Linked DNA regions of Mus musculus: all the other regions are linked to region 1. A link is a contact called in public promoter capture Hi-C data. All regions are on one chromosome and are shown on one strand. The core of a region is the stretch at or near the end of the contact, and the rest is flanking DNA. Distances in the headings are between cores, read along the strand shown.

Region 1 (4,317 bases), core at 1,093-3,592:
GACTAGTTACCTCTCCTTCAGGCCAGACCTGCTTCTTCCTTAGCATCTTCCTCAGCGGTTCCCTTGAATCTCTTCTTTATACCTCTCCTGTTTCCCAGAATCCTCTTTCATCTTGCCAGTGCCCCACCTCCTATTTCCTGCCTCAACTCATTGGCTATAGACATTTTTTATTGACAGATGATGCTTAGAAGAGATTCTCTACAAAAAGAAACCAAAACCCAAACCATACCCTATCCCAAGTGCTCAATACCCAGATTTAGTGAGTTGTTGCCATTTTGGACAATGCCATAGAGACCACTCCCAGCATTGCAGGCCCCACTGTGAATGGTGCTGGTGTAAGCATCTTTTATCATGCCTATAGCTAGTTTTGCTGTAAGCTGGTGTGTGACCTTTCACCCTTCGCCACACTCGTTCTTGTGCTTCCTGGCCACTTTGTGACTTAGGGCATGCTGCTCTCTTTCTGAAATGGCCCTTGACTTAAAACATTTGGTTTTTTTGGTACTAAATATTGAACTTGGGGCTTAGCACATACCAGCCGGTGCTCTACAGCTGAACTTTACCCTCTGCCCTTTGTAAAAATAATTTTGATGGGCTCTTACCAAGTTGCCCAGGCTAGCCTCAAACATGTGCTGGTAGCTGGGAGTAGAGGCTTGCCCTTTCATCTCAGATGTACCCATCTTTTCAGATAGACTCAGACATCTTCCCTGTGGAACTCTTCATTTTTCTTGCCTTGTGTTCTTTTTGCCCATTGGGCATGGTTGTGTTGGATTTAACACCATCATCTTGTTTTTGCAATGTGCTTAATGAAGCCTAACAACATGGCCTGGTTGACTTCATGTATGTATATACATATGTATATACAATGTTCAATATATATATATGTATATGTGTATGTGTATATGTATATAATATGTGCTTATTATTTCTTTGGTATGTTTTAAAAACTTGCTTAGTGTTTTGGGAGACATTTTGTCATCTCTAGCATTAACTTAGAATGACTTCCTTTCTTCCAGGTTGAAATTTGCCTTCTTCCTCTCTTTCTTTCTTTCTTTCTTTCTTTCTTTCTTTCTTTCTTTCTTTCTTTCTTTCTTTCTTTCTTTCTTTCTTTCTTTCTTTCTTTCCTTCCTTCCTTCCTTCCTTCCTTCCTTCCTTCCTTCCTTCCTCTCTCTCTCTCTCTCTCTCTCTCTCTCTCTTTCTTTCTAATTCAACCAGATTTGAGTTGAGAGGGTTGTAATAGGGGGAGCTCGGAGCATATGCTGTATTGGCTATATATATATATATATATATATATATAAAACGTTATCTGTAGGATAAGTAGGTGTGGAAGACGAAAAATGGCTTATGGAAAAAAGTAGAGAAATATACTTAATTTTTTTCTAAAGAAAAATATTTATTTATTTAATGTGTATATATGTATGGCTGAGTGTGTATGTATGTATGTGTACCATATGTGTGCAGATACCTTCGAGGCCAGAAGTGTCAGATCTGCTGTACTAGAGTCCTGATGTGGGTGCTGGGAACTGAACCCCATTCATCTGGAAGATCAGCAAGTGCTCTTAAGCTCTGAGCCAACTCTCCATCCTCCCTTTTACTATTAAAATTCTTTTAATTTATGTGTGTGTGTGTGTGTTAGGTGCATGTGTACCTGGATGAGGGCAGAGGCCAGAAGAGGGCTACTGATCCCCTGAGACTGAAGTTATAGAGGTTGTGAGCTTCCACATGGGTGCAAAAGCAGTAATATTTTTTTTAACTCTTCAGTTGTCTTTTAGACACCATATTTGAAATTTTCAAGGCTAAAGTCAAAAGCAATGAACATAAGAAAAGGTAGTATTTTAATTGCTATTTCCGAAATCACACAGACACAGACAGACAGACAGACAGACAGACAGACAGACAGACACACACACACACACACAGACACACACACACACACACACACACACACACACACACACACCCCACACACACCCCCCAGAATCCGGTCAAATTTTGATATACTTTTGGGAAATGATTCGAGTAATTGAATATCAGCTTGCTGTCCTTTTCTGATTACGTTTTAAAGCATCTGGTAAGACTTAAGGTCTAAAGGGCTCAGAGAGATCCTGAGACCTTCATGGAACTTCTTAGTTGTCACCACTAACCACACAGTCAATCGTCTCCCCTGGGCGTTCCCGGACCACGCCCATCGCGCAGACCACGCCCACTCAAATCGCCCCCCCCCCATCAATAGTTTCAGATTCTCATTGGTGGAGAAGTTGTTCTGGGCCCACCCTGGGGGTCAGTGATAGGCTGATCCAGTGTGGGACGGTGGTGGTTGGCTGCTTGGGGACGGGTCTCTGGTGGTGCCTGTCAGAGAGGCTGGCGGCAGTGGCGGCTGTCCGGGCTGGGTTGTCAGTCAGAGAGAGGAGGGAAGATGGCTCGCCCGGACTCGTGCTGCTAGAAGGAGAGGGGCAGGTGGCGCGGCTGCCGGCGGAGCGCAGTCGCCCGGTCGCCGTGGTCGCCGTGGTCGCCGTGGTCGTGGGGGGAGGCCGCGGTAGGTCCGGAGCTGCTCTGGTGAGTCTGCCGCGAGCCGTACGCCGGCCCCTGAGGCGCCGGGAGACCGAGAACTTTCTTTGGTCTGGGAGGAGCGGGGCTGAAGCTGTTGCCGGCGGCGGGTAGGACTTCGTCCTGGGGCGGCGGCCCGTTGCGGGTAACGGCTCCCGCGCGAGGCGCGGCCCGAGAACCCTAAGTTGGCCGCGGCCGGCTGCCCGCTGTGAACGAGGCTCCGTTCCCGGTTGGGCGATGAGCTGGGGGTGCCCCAGGGTCGGCCTAGCACAGAGCCCACCGTAGCCTATGGCCACTGCCCACCCGTCCGCGCCGCCCAAAGCCTGGCCTCGCCGCCCACGCTGGCTCCGCAGACCCGGTGCTCTTCAGAGCGGTGCTCGCTCGGGTCTTGAATCCCGTGGGGCTGGGGGTTCGGAGTGCCAGACCGGTCTGTCTGTCCACCACCAGGAGAGCTCCTCTTCTGCCTGCGCCGCGCTGGACCCTGGAGTTCTGCCTCTTCTGCGGCTGCTGTGACCGCCCTCGAGGATCGACAGGGTTTTCTGTCCACTGAACGGTTTTTTGTTTTTGTTTTTTTGTAAGCTTCTTTCTTTTTTCTTTCTTTTCTTCCTTTCGTTCTTTTTTCCTTCCTTGCCCCCCCCCTCCCCGCACGAAAACACCCCAGGTTTGCAAGCTTCAGCAAAACTGGGTCTCTGCCCTGCAGCGTGCATGTGTTTGCTTTGTACCTTTAGAGTTTAGAGGTTCCTGAAGAATTTGGCCCTAGTGGTTTTGCACTGCACTGAATCGCTTCTGGGATAAAACGCTATTGCACGCGGGCAGCGGCTCCACTGCTCAGGTAGGGGGAGTGCTGCTGCGATACAGAGACTGCTACTGGTTGCATGCAGGGTAACACTGGCTTTCTGTACACTGGGTGTCCTTTGGGTAACAAGGTAGGTTTTGCAGGAGATGTGCCAGCCCTGTGGTTCATGCCACGCGTTGCAGTTTGAGGTTTTCAGTTGTTACAACTTTTATCTACATAAAGCCACAAAGATTAGGGTAACCTTGAAACAATGCGATAGTTCTGGGAGGTGTGTTTTCCTAGGACTGCTCTGTTGCCAATGGCACCAGCCTCCTCCCCCCAACCCCCACCCCCGATCGTTTGTGACCACTTTTCCCCTTTAGGTGAATACATTTTAAGGTTTATAAGATGACTCTTTGTATCACGTTTTTGAAGTACACTGAAGGACAAGAAAGGGGAAAGGTTTCTTTGTCAGGAGTGGTATCAAAATCAAGTATTCAGATAATTTCACTTTAGTAGTAAGGGGGAAGCCCAGCATGTATTTAGAAACCAGACTCTACAATTGACTCATTTTACAGTCATTTGATTTATTAACATTATTTCCAGAAACAAATTAGAAATCCCGTTAATAATCAGTAGCTACAGTCTCTGGGTATGCATGCCAGGTGGAGACTGGGTTGGGTCAATGCAGACAGAGTTCTGTCTTTCCTTTCATCAGGCTTGGTGGCAAGAGCTTTTACCACCAGAGCCATACTGAAGGACCCTGCTTTCCTTTTTCTACTTTTTTGTTTGTTTTTATTCTTCTATTTTATAAAATCCCCTTTGGTTACATTTTTAAAGAATGGTGTAATTTTGACAATAAGTTTAAGTATATCTTCTAGTTCACTTTTATTCAGCATCCTGTTGCCTATTTGTAATCAAGCCTAAGAAATCTTCATAGGTGACTTTTAAGAGTGTAGCTCCAAAACCAGTCATAAGATTACTTATGGCAATAAAGT
Region 2 (4,317 bases), core at 1,042-3,541, 500 kb before region 1:
ACATACATTTTTGAGATCAGAAGGGCTTTACCCTTGAGACCCTGAGAGTGCACGATCCATTCTGTGCCGCAGAGAATGGTAGACGTGTTTAAGTGTGTGTGTACTACCAGTACTTTAGGACAGAGATATTTCAACATATATCCTTTTGAGCTTTTGAAATTTTGTTCCAAGTGATGTTATTACCTATGCAAAAAATGAATGCAATTACTTTTAAAAATGGCTCTTCTCCGTGTGTTATTTGATTGGTGCGGAAGCTGTTCATACAGCTTTAATTGCAGTAATTGTAGCTCAAAGTTCCCTCCATAATTCATCAAGTCAATAAGCCTCTATTACATATCCAACACTGTAAAGCCATCAAATCGAGAGCTTGACCTCTCCTTTCTTAAGTACAATACACTTTTGAAGTCTGGTCTTCACCATCAGTACAGGGAAGGCTTGGCTAACTTAACAAAGCTTGCTTAGAAGACTATCTTTAGCCAAAGATGAGCTCTAGTTGTTTATTTGAGCTGCAGTTCCCAGACCTTAGCTAAAGCACCCGAGTTTTCTCTAAGGCGGCATCTCCCCAGCCTGTCTCTGTGTTCATTGGGAGAATGTAGAGTCCAAAGCATATCAGGACTGTGCAGCCTTGACACCATCTTCTTTTCACTTCTCTGATGAATTCAGAAAGCAAGACCTCCCTCCTCTCCTCCCATTCAGAGGGTCTCACTGTGTACCCCAGGGTGGCCTGGTCCCAGGTTCAGACTGGCCTAGAACTCCCTAGGTAGCTGAAGATGACCTTAAATTTCTGATCTTCCTGCTTCTGAATATCAGCAAGAGTTACCACAAAACCAGTTCAAGCCTTATCTTACTTAATCCTGCCTTAGTGCTACCCTGCTGACATCACTGTGACAATAGCTCTGCTCATTAGCTAATAAAATACTTCTGCTTGGGACAAATGTCAGAGACCCAGCAGTCCCTTCAGCCCAGCTCTGTCCTCTTTGGGAGCTCAGTAGGTTTTCCTCTATATCTAAATAGGACCACTCGCACGCCTAAACTACATCCTGTTGAATTTGTCTGGCTTTGCTATTGCTCCTTTAGACTGTGAGGCTCTTCCTGACCGCACCTGAATAGTTCCCTAGTCCAAAGGCTGCACTTTTGCTGGACAGGCTTGCTCTCCATTTGCAACTTTGAGCCTCTCTTCTTGCTTGTCTTGTTCTCACTCTCTGACCTGAGGTGCTTATGCAGCCAAAAGCCAATGACTTTTGCCTCTAGAACGACAAGTCTGTTGCTGGGAATCAGAGGAGGGGGACAGTCAAGGCGGAATGGGGGAGGTGAGCAGAGTCATCTGCAATTAGCAGATAATTAGCGCTGCTGACCCTTGGGGCTCATCAGCGCTCCTAGGGCCAGCCCCCAGCAATCAGCCAGGGCAGGTCGAGAGTGTCAGGCCCGAGAATGAATAGGGCTCATCAGACGCGCTGGAGCCAGGGAGCCAATCAGGGAAATTAATGGGGAGAGAGAGAGAGAGAGAGAGAGAGAGAGAGAGAGAGAGAGAGAGAGAGAGAGAGAGAGAGAGAGAGAGAGAGAGAGCAGGGAATGAGAAAATAGACTGGGATAGAGAATCAAAAAGAGAGGAATAGGAATTTTAAAGGCGGCTAAAAGAGAGGAAAGTGAGAGGAAGAAAAAGAATGGAAAGGGTGGGAGAGAGGTGGATGGGGAAAGGTGAAGGAGGGGGAAGGGTAAGTACTTGGCCCTGTGTGGGCACCCAGGAATTCCCGCATAAGCGAGAAGTTGGAGATGGAGGAGAAATGAGGGAGAGGGAGCGAGAGCCAGAGCTTAGAGAACCGAGTCCCAGGCAGAGAGTGCGAAGGCACTGGGAAGACAGTAGGAAAGCGGTCGCCCACGAGTGGCCCCGGGCGCGCACGGGGCCCTGGGCGGAGAGCGCGCCCCCTGCTGCCCCGCGCCGCATCGGGGCTCCTAGGGATCGCCACTCGGTGCGCCCCGAGTCGCTCCTGGCGTCCTGCGCACCCCCGCCCCGCCCTGCCGCGCTCCTCTCGCCCTTCGAGCCGCGCCGAGCCCGGGCCGCGTGGGCTGAGCCGGGAGCACGTCCGGGCGCGGGGAGAGGACCTAGCCAGCTGCCGCCGCCGCCTCCTCGCCCGCCGCAAACTTTCACAAAGCCGCGGGTCCGGCCTCATCAATCTGCATTAATAATAGTTGGTTGGGCCGCGGGGGGCGGGCGGGGTCCCGGGCCGGCCGGGCCACTGAAAAGGCGCGGGGCGCGGGGCGCGGGAGCCGGGAGCGGCGGCGGGCGGAGGGAGCAAGTGAAGCGTAATTTGAGGAAGATGGATGAGTCCGGAGGGCGACACCCCCAACCCGCCCGCCCGCCCCCTCCCTCCTTATGAGCGAGAGAGCGCGGCGCCGGAGCCACACTGCGCCGAGCCCGCGCCCCGCCGCCACCTCGGCCCGCGCGCCCGCAGCGAGCCCTGCGTGTCCGCGCGGGGCGCACGGCGGGGCCCGGGCAGCGCCATGCAGAGAGCGGCAGGCGGCGGCGCCCCCGGGGGCAGCGGCGGGAGCAGCGGCGGCCCCGGCGCCGCCTTCTCCATCGACTCGCTCATCGGGCCGCCGCCGCCGCGCTCGGGCCACCTGCTCTACACCGGCTACCCCATGTTCATGCCCTACCGGCCGCTCGTGTTGCCGCAGGCGCTGGCCCCCGCGCCGCTGCCCGCCGGCCTGCCGCCGCTCGCCCCGCTCGCCTCGTTCGCCGGCCGCCTGAGCAATACCTTCTGCGCGGGGCTGGGCCAGGCGGTGCCCTCGATGGTGGCGCTGACCACTGCGCTGCCCAGCTTCGCAGAGCCCCCGGACGCCTACTACGGGCCCCCGGAGCTCGCCGCCGCCGCCGCCTCCACCGCCTCGCGAAGCAACCCGGAGCCCGCGGCCCGGCGCACTGACGGAGCGCTGGACGCTGAGGAGCTGCTGCCCGCGCGCGAGAAAGTGACTGAACCTCCGCCGCCCCCGCCTCCGCACTTCTCTGAGACTTTCCCGAGTCTACCGGGTAAGTGCTGGGACCGACACGGGTTTGACCGTCAGGAAGTCCCAGATCCGAGACCGGTCCAAAACTCCCGCCATCTGCTTGGAGCCCTGGAGTGCCGGACTCCAGATCGTACGCGGTGTTCAGTAGTGGACATCTCCAGGTCCCAAAGCCCTGCTCTTGCCCCGGAGCGCCTGAAGTCTCACCGGCAGTACGTTTCTCAAGGCATTATAGTCCACAAACCTCGCCCCATCTCTTTTTCAGAATCCCTTCGTTTTTTCTCCTCTCAAAGGTTGTATTCTTGAGGGCCTCAGCAGGACCCTAGGGTGACAGCATGTTAGGGTAACTGTCAGCTTAGTATGTGGGGACACGGTCTGAATCGACCCCTCAACACTCAACGATGGGAATGGGCTTTCTGGATGCAGGGCCTGGTGAGCCTGTGGCTTCCTTCACCTTAGCAGAGGTCGCTCTCAAAACTGGAGAACCAGGGAGGGTGCTGGACCAGGGCTGGCCAGGACTGGAAATGCTAAAGGCTGGCAGAACTGGGTGTGGCATAAAGACTTGGGAGTTGAGAATCCTGCTAAGATTCAGCTGAGCCATCATTTAAGAGCCCTGAGCTCTCCCCGGGAGGATGCCTTCTCCACAGAAACAGGGTGTAGTAAACGAACCCAATCAGACTCCATTCCCTTGAAGCCCTCTTGTCCTGACCTCAGTATCTACTCTAGAGCGGTTTCCTAGCCTGGAAGAGCCAGGTGTGCCGAGATCAAGGTTTCTGCAATCTGGTGAGTTCTAATTAAGAAAGCTAGCCCGTGCAAGGGTAGAGGGCTGGAACTTCCTTCACACTAAGACGAGCCCATTTCTGCTTCTCAGTCCATGGCACTTAGGTTGGGATGGGAAGGACCAGAAGGATTTGGAGGCTGACTATAGCAGAGGCAAGAAGAGGGTCCAAGAATCATTGGCTAGGACGGGCCATTCCTGATGTCCCTGCTGTGAAACTGCCCTCAGCGCTGCTCACTCTCAGATGCCAGCGGCTGTCAAGAAGCCTGCCTTCTATTTTTTTTTTTTTTTCTAATTTGGTTCTGGACGTTTTGGCTGTGGGGATTCTTCTGCTAATTCCTTTTCCAAACTGGTTGGCCCAAGAGAATCGGAAGTCAGAGCAGCATCTCCTTAGCAGACTAGAGCTCCCAGAGTTAGGAGACAGGATCTTCAGACCAGAGGGCAGGGCAGAGCTTGGAGGACGGAAACCGGCAGGAGGTTCCTAAGAAGGAAGGATTGGGATAGTTCAGAAGGGCTTGATACTGAAAAGATGCTGT
Region 3 (4,317 bases), core at 1,169-3,668, 390 kb before region 1:
CAGATTTGAAGCAGCGCTCCCTCCACACCCAAGCAAGGAGTTCCCTACAGAAGAGAAGGCAGTCCCCTAGGACTCAAACTTCAGGCTTGTCCTTCCCACCCTCACCCAGCTGCTCCCCCTTCTGTCTGACCTCTTGTCCTGACCTGACCCGCCAACCCTTTTCATGGCTCCATCTCTCAATCCCGAGATCCGAGGAGTTGCGGTCCCAGGCAACCCACAAAGTGGCGAGTTTCTGGGGCACAGGGTCGTCTGGAACCCTCACGGGAGTGGGAGAGCGAGCTGAAGGCAGTAGCTCCCTGAGACTACCCGCTCCTGGTGACAGGGGGCGCGGCACCTTGGCTTTAGGTAACTCTTAAGAGGCGGACCACGGAATCTCGCTTCCGACCCGTACTCCCACTCGCCTCCCCATCCTTCTCCCTAAAACCTCGCTCCCTGCGCCCCAGTCCCCGCCCTTTCCTCCAGTTCCACTCCCTCGGCGCCCGAGTCTCCAGTCCCCCCCCCCCCTCCGCGGCCCTCACCCTCCCTCTCCGCCACCTAACTGCTTACCCGCTAGCTCTAGATTTCGTGTCCCGGGGGTCTCCGGGTCTCCCCTGATCCTCCGGAACCCTCGCGCGCTCCCGACGATTTCCCGGTGCCCACCCCGGGGCGCGCCCCCGCCGCTCCCAACTTCTCCCAACTCAACTTTCCCCCGCGCTGCGGGCAGGCCAGCCTCCAGCGTGCGCGCCCCCCGCAGCGCGCCGTGCGCGCCCCCGGCGCGGCTAGCTGAGAGGCGGAAAGCGGACGCTGAGCCTCCGCGGCGGGGGCGCGCTCCCAGGCACAGCCCGACACCGCCGACACCGCCGGCGCGGCCTTCCGGCTGTTCCCCCCCCCCCGCCACCCGCGGCGAAGCTCCGGGCTCGCCTTCTCTTAGCTTTAGTGAGCCACCTCTGTGAGGAAAGAAGCCAGCTTTACGTTGGGGATCGAGGGCGTGGAGTAGGCCAGGAAATTGAGATGCAGGGAGTCGAACTACAGATTTTTTGACGTTAAGGTTCTGCAGAGCCCCCGCCCAAATAACACCACTGAAACACCAAGAAAGCCCCGGTGTCTGCTTGAGAGAACGGGTGGCAGGCGAATGTGGAGTAATGAGTGGGTGGGGTTGGGTGGCCAAGACCCTGAACTGATGGAAAACAAGACAACTTGTTGAAGATTCCTCCCTTTCGCTAGAACTACCTCCGGGCTAAATGGAAACCTATTCATAGCTGACACCTCTATTTGAAAGACCCTTGCGTGTCATCATGTTTTCTCAACTAAGTTATCAATTATTTCAGATAAAGAATACACTTTATGCGTCTTCAGTCTGCCACGTGGGTAAATCACAATATTGTTTATGCAAAAGCACTCAGATTTAAGTGAGTTAATTGACAAACGGTTAGCGCCTACTCTGGTTCCGCGCTGAGGAATGCTGTTTGGGGCCATTTTCGCCCGGTTCACAGCCCTCAAGAATGCAATCATGAGACAATTAGAGAGTAGTGCAAGAAAATCTATAATCAACTCCTTTATAGGATGAGGTAAAGGCTGCTTGCTCCAAGTGTAGCAACTGTCTGTGGTCTTGTCTGTTGAGGGAAGTAACTGACCTGCCAGTCTTCGTGGGCCACACCCTGGCTGACTCCAGTGGGCCTGCTCTGAAGACTGGGATCTGGGGGACACCCAGGCTCCAGTCAGCTGGCCTCGGCATGTCAAAGTGGAGCCGCTGGAGTCCGGTGGGTTTCGAGACGATAAAATGGGCCCAGCAGAAAGAGGGGACTCTGGCGTGTGTCCTTCCACTCAAATCCAGACTCTAACGGGGCACACCTGTCTCGCTGCCCAGCCCTGTGGTCAGCTGGTCCCTGTGAGGTCATCAGCAGTAAGACATCGCTCAGAATCATTCCCCAATCAGTCCTGGGGTCACCAGGTGGCCTAGGAGAGGTGAAAACTAGTGCTGAAGCTGTCAGGAGGTCGCTGGTGACTCAAAACACCCAACCAGGTCAGAGCCGGGCCAACAGCGCTCGGGATCTAGGCCGTCAAACGCAAACTTCAAGCAGAGAGCACCCCACCCCCACCCTCACTGTATTCTGGAACGCGTAGTCCCGGAGAGGCCCTTTTCTGGAAGGCTGTGAGCACAGAAAAGGAATAATAACAAGAGCGGGGCACACTGGGAGCCTCCGCGCCTTGGCGGAGACGCCCGACACGCGATGCTTCCTGGGAGTTGAAGTTTAAGGTTTGCCTCCGCGATGGAAACGAGTCCCTGGAGTTGATCGCTGCAGAGAGCCCGAGCGCAGCCTGTTGGACTTTGTAGTCCGCGTGTCCTCCGCCACAGGCATTCTTGGGAACTATGGCTTCCCCGGGACTACAAGTCCCAGATGCCAGTGCGTGGTGAGCAGGTGGGCGGGGCTGGAGCTGTGAGTACCACCTCCTCTGCAACGCCAGGGCCGGGAGTCTTAGAACCGAGGGCCCGCAGGGGTCCCCGCGGCCGCTGCAATGCAGAAATACGAGAAACTGGAGAAGATTGGGGAAGGTAATGGAACCACGAGATGTTCCTGCAAGGTCTTTTTCTGAAGACCCTACTTGCAGTCCCAGCTCCCTTACCGTCAGCTATACCGGCAGGCTCCGACCTCAGCACTAGCCAAAAGCCCTGGCCGCTGAGTCCCTCACCCAGTGCAGAAACGAACCCTGTGTTAGCATCTGCGGCAAACTCTTGCTCTTAGCCTTAGCAATCTCTGTGGACCAGCCTTCCTAACCGCGGCACTTCCTGCATTTCTCGTCCCTAGCCCCAGCATCACTTGCAAACCTCACCTGGGATTCCTGCTTCAATTCATTGCAGAACCTCCAACCTTAACATTTTTGCAGGCCTTCGTTCCTCCCCTAGGTGACTCCTCGATACCCCCCGACCCTACCCCCGACCCGGGAGTTTATGGCAGATTCTCCCTGCAGCTGAAGCCTTGAGTTATTTTAGGCACCTTCTCCTTGGCATCCTCACTCACAAAACTACTCCACATCTGGCCTTTGCCCTGAGAACTTACCCTTACACACTAAGATATTGAGAAGGATCCTCTCCCTCACCCCCAACCTTCCTCTAGGCACCTATGGAACTGTGTTCAAGGCTAAAAACCGGGAAACTCATGAGATTGTGGCTCTGAAGCGTGTCAGGCTGGATGATGACGATGAGGTAGGCCTAGGGCCTGGGAGGGAGGGGGGGTCTAAAGTCTGTCTTGGGTTTCGTGTAACTATTACCCCCTTGCATGTTGTAGGGTGTGCCAAGTTCAGCCCTCCGGGAGATCTGTCTACTCAAAGAACTGAAGCACAAAAACATTGTCAGGTAGGATAGAACCTCCTTATTAGACTGGGCTGGTATTGGGATGTTAGAGGCCAACTTGGAGATGTGGCTAAGCCTTTCATTTTCCCTAGGCTTCATGATGTCCTGCATAGTGACAAGAAGCTGACACTGGTTTTTGAGTTCTGTGATCAGGTGAAAGAGGGGCTTGGGGGGGGGCGGGGCATATTTATCATGGGAGGGTATAGGAGTCCAGACTAAGGTTGAACTCGGTCCTCTTCTCCTCACTGCAACCTCTATTTAGGACCTGAAGAAATATTTCGACAGCTGCAATGGTGACCTGGACCCTGAGATTGTGAAGGTGAGAGGAAAGATGTCTAGGGATTTGTGGCACCTGGGTATGCCTATATAAATATCAGCACTCTTTGACTGCCAGGTTGGGGCGCTGGGGTACCAGGGGAACCCTGTTTCTGCCTACCAAGGACTACTTGCCTTGGTGAACGTTATTTATGTGATTGCCTTTGATTTGCACAGACAGTATCTGATTTCAATGATGTCATTTGCACTCCAGAGATGAGACACAGGAGAGACTATCTCCTGCATTCAACAAATCCCGGGCCTGCATAGTGCCCCATACTTCTAACTTGAGCACTCATAAGGCTGAGGCAGGGCCATCTCAAGTTTAAGACTAGCCAGAGATACAAAGCAGGGCCTTGTCTTAAACATCAAAGCAAAATCAAGACAAAAGGGATTGGACAGATGGCTACTCTTCCTGATGATGTGAATTCAGTTTCTAGCACCCAACTGATGTAGCTCACAACCACCTGTAACTCCAGACCCAGGGGATCTAGTACCCACTTTTGGCCTTCAAGGGCACCTGCACTCATGTGCACACCCTCCTCCCCTTGACACACATGTGCATGCATGGATGTATACACATACGTACGTAATTTTTAAATAAAGTAAATCTTAGAGAAAGAGAGAGAGAAGCCAACATAATAAGTATTTGCTGAAGGTTTTGCTGTGTA
Region 4 (4,317 bases), core at 785-3,284, 350 kb after region 1:
GTTTTCTTTTTCTGGTATCTGGGAAGTGAACCTGGGTAGGGTCCATGACTTCATTCTGGTAAACATTCTACCTCTTAAGTTTTATTTATTTATTTATTTATTTATTTATTTATTTATTTATTTATTTATTTAGATTTTTCGAGACAGGGTTTCTCTGTGTAGCCCTGGCAGTCCTGGAACTCACTCTGTAGACCAGGCTGGCCTCAAACTCAGAAATCTGCCTGCCTCTTCCTCCCAAGTGCTGGGATTAAAGGCTTGCATCACCACGCCTGGCTACACTGACATCTTGATGTCACACACCATCTATGCATCTATACATCGCACTTAAGTTACTAACCTTACTGTAGTACTAGGCAAACAAAATTAAAACTGATGCACATTCTGCAAAATAGAACTAGATTCTTCAAAATAGTCACTGTTAGTGGTGCATGCCTGTCTTCCATGCACTTGAGAAGCTAAGTAAGGCAAGAGGCCTGCAACGCAGGTGTACTTAGACTGGCTACATTGTAAATTCAAGGCCTGCCTTGGAACTCAGGGAAAGTATCAGAAAAAAAAAAAAAAAGTCCCAACCCAGGGATTATTCTAAACACACTTAAAAACACATGGGCACTAACAGTAACGGATGACCTTGGGTTGGAAAAAAAATGTCGCCAAACATATTTTATTGGATTTTCTTAGAGTGATAACGTTCTGATTATGTAGAAAAAAAAAATCTTTGCTTTTAGTAGATATGTATTGAAATCTTTTGGGGTGGAGGGTAACAGTCTGCAAACTACTGAATGACTCAGCAAAATACACCATATGCATACACACACACACACACACACACACACACACACACAGAGCAACTGTGGAGAAACGTTTAAAAAAAACCTAGTGAATGTGGGTTAATAGTGCCGATTACTGCATTTTTCTTGTATGTTTCAGATTTTTTGAAAAAAAAAATGGAGAAAGTAAAATCTTTTCAAACTTGGAGCGGCCTTTCCTGTTTGTTGGGACATCTTTAGAGTAAGACTCAGTGATACAGTTGTAACTCAACGATACAATTGTAACCAATGAAGGACTGAGTGTTCAGGACCAGTATCTTTAAGATACTGTAATTGTTCAAAGAGACAAGAGAACACTGAAGTGGTAACTACGTGTCAGTCAGCGTGATTTGCATCTTAGATAGCCTTGGAAGGTAGAAAGAGAAACCAGGTAGCCTGGGAAGGCAGAAAGAGAAACCAGCCAGGCCTGAATAGAAATACAGGCTGGTAGAACTGTTTGACCTATTTAGGGTTTAGTTTCCCCATTATAGGAGGAAGAAAAAAAAAATCACTTTTTGGCATGATTGCTGTTTTAGGCTCTTATCTCATGGTATTTAGAAAATTAGGCTTTCTGTGACAAACTTTCCATTTAAGCTGTGTGCATCTTTCCTTCGTTAAACTCACGCAGCCTAATGGAGTAGGAAAAGAGAGGAAAATCACTTCTCCAAGGTCACACAGACACTCAAGGACCCAGGTTCCTCAGCTCTTGGTCTTGTGCCCTTTCCACGCCCGCCGGAGAGGAGGAAGCGGCGCTCATAGGGATGCAAGGATGTAGAGATGCAAAGGGATAGAGGAGGCCGCCTGAGAGAGGTGGCGAGAGACCCGCCAAGGCGCTGGCCAAGGAAGAGCGCATGGAGAGGCGTGCGGCACGACCAGCCGGGGTGCGGAGCGGTGGCTGGGAGGAAGGGTCGGCGGCTGGGCCTAGTGCCCGGGAACGGGTGGCCTGCGGCGGCCGTAAAAGCAAGGAGGTGGAGGCCGTGGGCGCGGGAGGCCGTGGGCGAGGGGGCCGTGGGCGCGGGGAACCGTGAGCGCGCAACCGCCCTTCAGCACAGGTGGGCCGCCGAGCGAGTGATAAGGGCGCGGCCGGGGTCCGGACCCCCGTGCTCCAGAGCTGCGGAGGGGGGCGCGGAGGGGGCGGGGCTGCGGGGCGGGGCCGCGGGGGCGGGTCTCATTGGCCCCCGCGGGAGAGGCCGCGGCGGCGCAGGCGCGGTTCCCGCCTCCTCGGCCGGCGAGCGAGTGGAGGCTGCATCCCGGTGCGGCTGACTGTCGCGTCGCCGCCGCCTCCGCCGCGGAGCCCCCCGCCTGGCTGCCCCGAGTCGGAATGAGCTCCAGGAAAGGTGAGCGGCGCGAGCGGCCCCCGCCCCGCCTCGCGGCACGCAGGCGGCCAACCCGACCGTTAATGTGTCTTCTCTCTCCCCAGTGCTGGCCATTCAGGCCCGAAAGCGGAGGCCGAAAAGAGAGAAACATCCGAAAAAGTGAGTCCGCGCGGCGCTTGGTCCCGACCCCGCCCCGCCTCGCTGAATGTTGCTTGCGGCCGCGCAGGCAGAGCTTCCCGGTCCCCGGGCCGCGGGCGGTGGGTCTCCCGGGACGCGGCGCCGGCTCTACGTGCCCCGGCGGGGGAGGGGTGGGGGGAGGGGCGCGCGGCCGCGGGTTCCGGAGCCGCGACCTGGCCCGTCAGCCTGCGAGCCGCCCGGGCTCTGCACTCGACCCCGCGCCCCGTGCCCCGTGCCCCGCGTCCCCGATCCTCATCCCGCGCCCCGGATCGGCGTCCCTGATCCGTATCCTGAGCCCCTTATCCACATCCCTGATCCGCACCCCAGTGCCTGTACCGCACGGGTCGGATAGTGGGCACGGGAGGGAGGCGGCGGCGCGGCTGACACCTGGGCTGCGGGAGCCAGTGCGCTGCCGCCTCTGCCACCTCCCGGTCCCGCCTGGGCCAGCCAGCTGAAAACCCGAGCTGCTTGTCAAGTGGTTTGGCTCCGGGCGTTGTTCCTGGCGTGAGTTCAGCTCCGGGACCGGTGCGTTTCGGCGCTCGGGTTTTTCATTCGAAACTTTCTGCTCGGGTCGAGCGTTACTTGCGTGCTGCGGCTGCGCCCAGGTCGCTTGCTGCAGTGGGCTGTGGGTGTGTGCGCGGGCGGGTCCCGCGTGGTGCTCCGGACTGGATCCACCGACTATGATATTTCAAATGTGCCAGCGCCAGCCACCTCCAGCCTGGACCTGCAGCCCAGTTGGGCAGCTGCTGTCGGAGAAGCCTTTCCCCGAGAGCTGGGTTTTCCTAGGCGTCAGAGCGCCGCCGCGTGTTTCTCTTTCCTCTCTCTCTGGGTTTGCTGGACCAGCTATCAACATCTTTGCTCACATTGTTTGCTTCGCTGTTCCTTTTGCGCAAGAAATTTGTGTGGTGTCTTTGGTACTATAGAGAAAGACAGAATTCGCCTTTAATAAAATTACGAAATATTTGTCTATCTTTATTTTGCAAGGGGTGGGATAACCCTCTGCTCTCTTAGGTGGTGGTTATAATTTGTATTGGCCCAGCAGGGATTTCCCACACATTTGGTGACATCTAGGAAAACTGGCAGGATTGTCTTCATTCAAAATTGAATATAACTTGACTGTATGTATAGGATTTCCTAAGATGTGGATATATAAATATGAAAGAAATCTATTTTTAGGAGGCAAAAAGACTTGAAAATTGGAAGGTAAACATTGAAAATTAAAAAAGGTTTTTATTTTTATTATTTTGTGTGTGTGTTTGGGTTTGGATGTGTAAGAGCCTTGACACCTGTGGAAGTCAAGGAACAACTTTCAGCGTTTGATTCTCTGACCATAGCTTCGGAAACTGAACAAGATCAAGCCTGGTTAGTATTCAGATGGGAGACTACCTGGGAATACTGGGTCTGTAGGAAAAAAAAAAAAAAAGAAAAAGAAAGAAAGAAAGAAAGAGAAAAGGATTGATTCTCTGTTATGTGTAGGTCTGTGGGATTGAACTCCAATTGTCAGGCATGGTGATAAGCACTGTTACCCTGAGCCATCTCCCTGGCTCAGATATCAGATATGGGATATTTAAAATGCTGAAACTCAATGTAGGCTTCTGATAGTTTATGCTTTTTAAAAACTAGTTCTATTTCCCCGGGGCAGTGATGGTACATACCTTTAATTCCAACACTGGAGAGGCAGAGGCAGGAGAGTTTCTGTAAGTTTTGAGGCCAGCCTGATCTATAGAGCTAGTTCCAGGACAGCCAGGGCTATACAGAGAAACCCTGTTTCACCCTCCCACCCCTCAAAGTGCTATCGTGGCTCAGTAGTTAAGAGCTTCTTGCTCCTGCAGAGGTACCTGGTTAGTTCTTAGCACCAAAATCATGGTTCACAACCATCACTATCCTCAGTTCCAGGGTGTCTGATGGGCAGCTGCATACATGTATTAAACATATATACATGTAGGCAAAATTCATAAAAGAAAACCTTAAAAAGTAGTGCTGGTTCTAACTAATGAAAACCCTAAGTTTTTCTTTTG
Region 5 (4,317 bases), core at 1,096-3,595, 330 kb before region 1:
AGGTCATAGTACAGGATGAGTGAGCTGTGGTTAGTTAGCAAGGGCAGAGGGAGGCGGGCTCGGGAAAGCAAGGGCTCAGAGCAGGGCTGATAATGGAAATGGGATGAGATTGGTTGCTTAGGGCTTGGGGCTCAGGGCCAAAGGCTTGCTGAAGTTCTTGCAATGCCCCTTGATCCCTCTGGTCCTTCCTGGCTTTCACTACTCTCTGCAGACAAGGGCCAAATGTGAACAAAGTGGAGTTTCTTGGTTTGGGTCCTGATCTGGGACCAGGCCTAGAAACACGGGCAGGACCTGTCCTTACCTGCTGAGCCTGGGCACTGAGGGTGTCGTAGGTGATGCTGCCCACTTCCCAATTCTTTACTCGAGGAAACCTGGGTCCGTCTGGGGGCCGGGTTAGCGGGGGGCTGTTGTGGGCCAGGAATGCATAGAGTCATGGGTGAGAAGTTTGTCTCCTTTAGGCCTCCCCATCACTGTTCAAGGGCAGCACTGTACGGCATCAGTAACCCTACAGGGTCGTTGCCCACCCTCCTCTTCCTGACACTTTCTGTCAGCTCTCACAACAGCCTTAGGAGGTGGGCAGTACCTTCTGTGCCCCCACTTAAAGGCTTCAAGGCGTGGTCAAATGACGCACCCAGCAAGGGAGTACAAGAGAGTTGATGTGTGCTGTGAGCCACTATCTCGTTTCCCACCACCACCAGGCCACCCTCTAGGCTTGGAGTGCTGGCCCAGACTGGTCCTCACTCCCTGCGCAGAACCTATTTTGTGTCTTTTACACCTGAAGTTCTTTTAGTTTGAATGTGTTTCCTAGCTTTATTAAGTTGGAAGTTTGGATCCTAGAGAAGAGTTGAGAAGCTGCGATTGAGTGGAGAGGTGGTAGATTCCTCCTGTTACGGCAGACTGACTGGGTTCTAGTGGAGTACCTTTGTTATTTAAAAATAAATAAATAAATAAAAAATAAAAAGCGAGAGCTTGCTCTTTGGCCTCCTTGCTTGGTCTGGGTGCTCACCTCGGAATGCCCTTGCCTCACCTGAGATGGTGCATGACGACCCATCAGAGCAGGTGGTTGTGCCATGCTCATAGCTGTTCCAGTTTCTGGACCATGAGTGAAATAACCTCTTGGGTGTGTGCTGGGGGGTTGTTGAAACAGGCCTGGCTGGTCTCAAGGTCTGTCTAGCTGAGGATGGCTAGAATCTTCCTGCCTCCACCTCCCAACTGCTGGGATTATAGTTATACTTCACCACAGTGGCCCCTAGGCCACCATTCTTCATGCTACTCCATCTTAAGGATCAGATTTGGGCAACTGGAAATGGAGTAGCCGCTGCCCAGCTTTAGGGCCGAGCTGAGGGAAGCCCCCTGCAGGGATTCCTCTGCTCTGATTTTACTCCCACTCCCAGCCCTCTTGACAGCAGCCCTAGTGTGAAGGGAAGCCCTGAAGCCTTATCACTTCCTCCCAGAACCGCCTGCCTGTGCAGGAGGAAGGGAGGGACTTGGGGCCCTGAGCCGCAGCACTGGACCCTCAGGCTTGGCAGGAGCCCCTTGGCCTGAACCCACTGGAATTTTTCATTTTCTTCTCTTCAGGGATGTTTTTGAGGGCTAGGGCTGCAGGTCTGTCTGCGGCTCAGGGCAGAAGGAGGGAATCCTTAAGCAGGAGAGGAACCTAGCAGCTTTGCCTTGGCCCCCCGACCCAAGAGTTTGCATCTCAGGCCCCAGATCTCTGCTGTTCTTTGAAACCCCACACATAGTGTGCCCGTCCCCTGCCCCTGTCTTCTCCAGTTAAGTAGCTATTACTACTGTTTGTAGAGGCTTCCATTAAACTGGAAACTTACAGCCCCAAGAGGTGAGTGCTGCGGAGTCCACCTTTTATCCACACAGAGGCTCAGGGAGGTTAAGTAACTTGTCTGAGGTTGACCAGTTCTTGACATGGACCAACACTCAAACTCTGGCCCAGTTCTGTCGCAGCCTCTTGTCTCCTCTTACCCAATACCTGATGGCCTCGCTCCCGGCCTCTCCTCAGCCATGCCATCTCGCTCTGTTCTGTTCACATTAGGAGCTTTTGGCATCGGTAGCCTGGTCCTTCTGGCTCTTCCCAGAGCCAGGCCTCAGTCCTCCATACAACCCCTTTACTCATAGATCTTACCTGCGCATAGCCACGTGCCCCTCACCTGTGGTCTGGTGCTGGTCGGGTTGGGGACGGGGGTGCTGGCGCCTGGCTAGGCTCCGGTGCTGGAGAGGCTGGGCCCTGCTTGCCGCACAGCCCTAAACCCAGCCCGAGCCCTAGGCCACAGGGTGGCCCAGGCTCCTGGCCCACACTCTTCAAGTTGCCCATGCCAGCTGACCTCAACTCTGCCGACTGCTCAGCAGAGTCCTGGCCTTTTCCTTAGGAAGCAGGGAGGGGGGTGGTGGGAGGGGGCTCTCAGATGCTGGCCTTCGCCCCGCCCCTGTCCCACACACAATGGGACAGGAACAAGGCCGGCAGGGAGGCTCTAAAACCTCGGCTTCATGCCCGCTGACCCAGAGGGTGGGAGGCCGGACGCCTGGGTTCCGCCATGAGGGCTAGAGCTGATAAGTGGGAACCCAGGTGTCCGTTGGAGACCGGGGAATGGTGGGTTGTCTGCTAGAGGGTGGGAAAGATGCTTTGATGGTGCTAGGCTACAGTGGGAGGGCTTTGAGCACTGGATGAGTACCAGAGCAACGGAATATCATATTCCTGTGACCACAGAGATCTCAAGGTTCACCCTTGCTCCTCTCCTATCTCAGAGTCCTTTGGGAACTTGGGGACACGGGTTCAGCAAGGATGCAGTGACATTTTGTCCTTGTTCCTGGTTTTAGGGTATCATCTCAATTTCCTGAACCCACACCCCATGACTCAAATGGGGACACAAAGGAGCAGGAAGCTGCCATCCAGGGCCTCCCCCTCCAATCCTGTCAAGTGTCCTGTTTCCCTGGGGCAGCAGGTCAGTGGAGAGACCTAGCCACCAGGGCAGAGGCAGATGGCCCACAGAGGAGATTTTGGGGGTAGAGGGAGTGGACACTGAGCGTGGACTAGGCAAACTACAATTCCCAGAGTGCAGGGAGATCCATACCAGCACGTTTTGGGCACCTTAGGCAGCCATGCGTGTTGGAGTTTATAGTTCTGTACTATCTGCAGCTGACAGAAAGCGAGGAGCTAGGTATTTGGGTGTAGAGGATTGGGAACCTTGTGAGTTTGAGACCTCAGAGGCCCCTCAAAAAAGAAACTAAGAGAAAAACAAAACAAAACAAAACCCCCAGAAATTTAGAGACAGGGAGAGGCAGCGACTGGGAGAGGCAGACAGGCAGACAAACAAACATGCAGATTTGTGTTGGCTGGACTCTGGAAAAGCAGGGGAGGGAAAGATTGGGGTGGGCCTGGGTGGGGGACTGGCAGGAATGGCCGGAAGGAATGGGCCGTGCTGATCTTTGGGGTCACTAAAAAGGTGGGGTCCACTAGTTTGGGGCAGGGCAGGTAGAGGTGAAGGGGCCTCACAAGTAGGGAGCCACCTATCCTTGGATATGAGTGCTCTGGGCTCCCTGGGTGACTGGTGGGGGCTGGGAACAGAGGGTCAGCAGGTGGCTCTTACTCACACCAGTTTTCTTTCAGGTGCCTGGCCTTGAGACCCCCTGCCTGTCCCTACTGACTTAAATCTTTGGGAGAGGGAGGCAGGAGATGGAATCTAGCCCCTATTTCTGGATATTTAATCTTTACAGAACCTTGGATGGACCAGTTCCACCTGGTTATCATGTCCAGCTATAACTTTGACTCTTTGACAGCCAAGGACGCTTTCTGTTAAGTAAGCTGTGACTGGCCTCAGTGTCAAGATTCTAACCAGTATCATATACTGACGCCTTTGGGGTACCATTGGCCATAGCCTCCATACAGATCTTCCAACCCCTGGGTCTCCCCACCATCTGGTTCTCACCACTGCTAGGTTCTTCTCAAGGTCGGTCTCATACTTTGTCTTTACTTGAAACCTTTAGATAAAGCTACAGAGGGCCAAGGCCAGTCTGACACACTGGCCTGTCCAGTCTCCCAGCTCACTGCTCCCAGGATACTCTGGCTTTCTCAAACAGTTTCAGGCTTTTGTGCCTTCAGGCCTCTGTTTATATTATCCCTCATCCTTGCTTTTCCTCTCAGACCAGAGAAAATCTTCCTACTCTTCCTGGGCCAGCCATAGCCTTGAGATGGCATCCCATCTGCCTCTCAGAGAGCTACCTTTTGCTGCAGGGAAGGTGGCTGACATCTAGATGTGTTCTGTGGCATGTGCCTGGTGTTCAGTCCAAGGCTCTGTTCCCAGAGGC

What was found. Promoter capture Hi-C pulls out the DNA fragments that hold promoters and counts their contacts. Capture Hi-C pulls out chosen DNA fragments and counts their contacts.
Region 2: a contact with region 1 is called in a promoter capture Hi-C map of the SN4741 cell line, with 2.7 times the contacts expected there. The contact joins the promoter of Gbx1 here to the promoter of Fam126a in region 1. A contact is called at or near these places in 2 of 39 promoter capture datasets (the SN4741 cell line and stem cell-derived epiblast-like cells) and 1 of 9 other capture datasets (embryonic stem cells).
Region 3: a contact with region 1 is called in a promoter capture Hi-C map of liver. The contact joins the promoter of Cdk5 here to the promoter of Fam126a in region 1. A contact is called at or near these places in 1 of 39 promoter capture datasets (liver), 2 of 484 Hi-C or Micro-C datasets (CD4 T cells and CD8 T cells), 2 of 115 datasets of contacts at active chromatin or transcription factors (bone marrow-derived macrophages and pancreatic cancer cells) and 1 of 9 other capture datasets (liver).
Region 4: a contact with region 1 is called in a promoter capture Hi-C map of liver, with 2.1 times the contacts expected there. The contact joins the promoter of Srpk2 here to the promoter of Fam126a in region 1. A contact is called at or near these places in 6 of 39 promoter capture datasets (the 3T3-L1 cell line, cranial neural crest, hippocampal neurons and 3 more).
Region 5: a contact with region 1 is called in a promoter capture Hi-C map of stem cell-derived epiblast-like cells, with 4 times the contacts expected there. The contact joins the promoter of Nos3 here to the promoter of Fam126a in region 1. A contact is called at or near these places in 7 of 39 promoter capture datasets (the 3T3-L1 cell line, cranial neural crest, embryonic stem cells and 2 more), 2 of 484 Hi-C or Micro-C datasets (CD4 T cells and embryonic stem cells), 1 of 115 datasets of contacts at active chromatin or transcription factors (embryonic stem cells) and 1 of 9 other capture datasets (macrophages).

The regions. Positions count from the first base shown.
Region 1 is chr5:24,028,715-24,033,031 of GRCm38.p6, reverse strand. Fam126a (family with sequence similarity 126, member A) reads left to right here and starts at 2,342. Exons shown (of 11, transcript NM_053090.3): 1 at 2,342-2,553.
Region 2 is chr5:24,524,822-24,529,138 of GRCm38.p6, reverse strand. It overlaps Gbx1 (gastrulation brain homeobox 1), which reads left to right and starts at 2,291. Exons shown (of 2, transcript NM_015739.2): 1 at 2,291-3,028. The coding sequence starts at 2,323.
Region 3 is chr5:24,421,665-24,425,981 of GRCm38.p6, reverse strand. It overlaps Cdk5 (cyclin-dependent kinase 5), which reads left to right and starts at 2,418. Exons shown (of 12, transcript NM_007668.4): 1 at 2,418-2,533; 2 at 3,096-3,184; 3 at 3,267-3,334; 4 at 3,424-3,484; 5 at 3,594-3,650. The coding sequence starts at 2,497. It overlaps Slc4a2 (solute carrier family 4 (anion exchanger), member 2), which reads right to left and starts at 750. Exons shown (of 23, transcript NM_009207.3): 1 at 547-750.
Region 4 is chr5:23,673,684-23,678,000 of GRCm38.p6, reverse strand. Srpk2 (serine/arginine-rich protein specific kinase 2) reads left to right here and starts at 2,034. Exons shown (of 16, transcript NM_001359173.1): 1 at 2,034-2,143; 2 at 2,227-2,281. The coding sequence starts at 2,128.
Region 5 is chr5:24,362,847-24,367,163 of GRCm38.p6, reverse strand. It overlaps Nos3 (nitric oxide synthase 3, endothelial cell), which reads right to left and starts at 2,345. Exons shown (of 26, transcript NM_008713.4): 1 at 2,163-2,345; 2 at 302-404. The coding sequence starts at 2,326.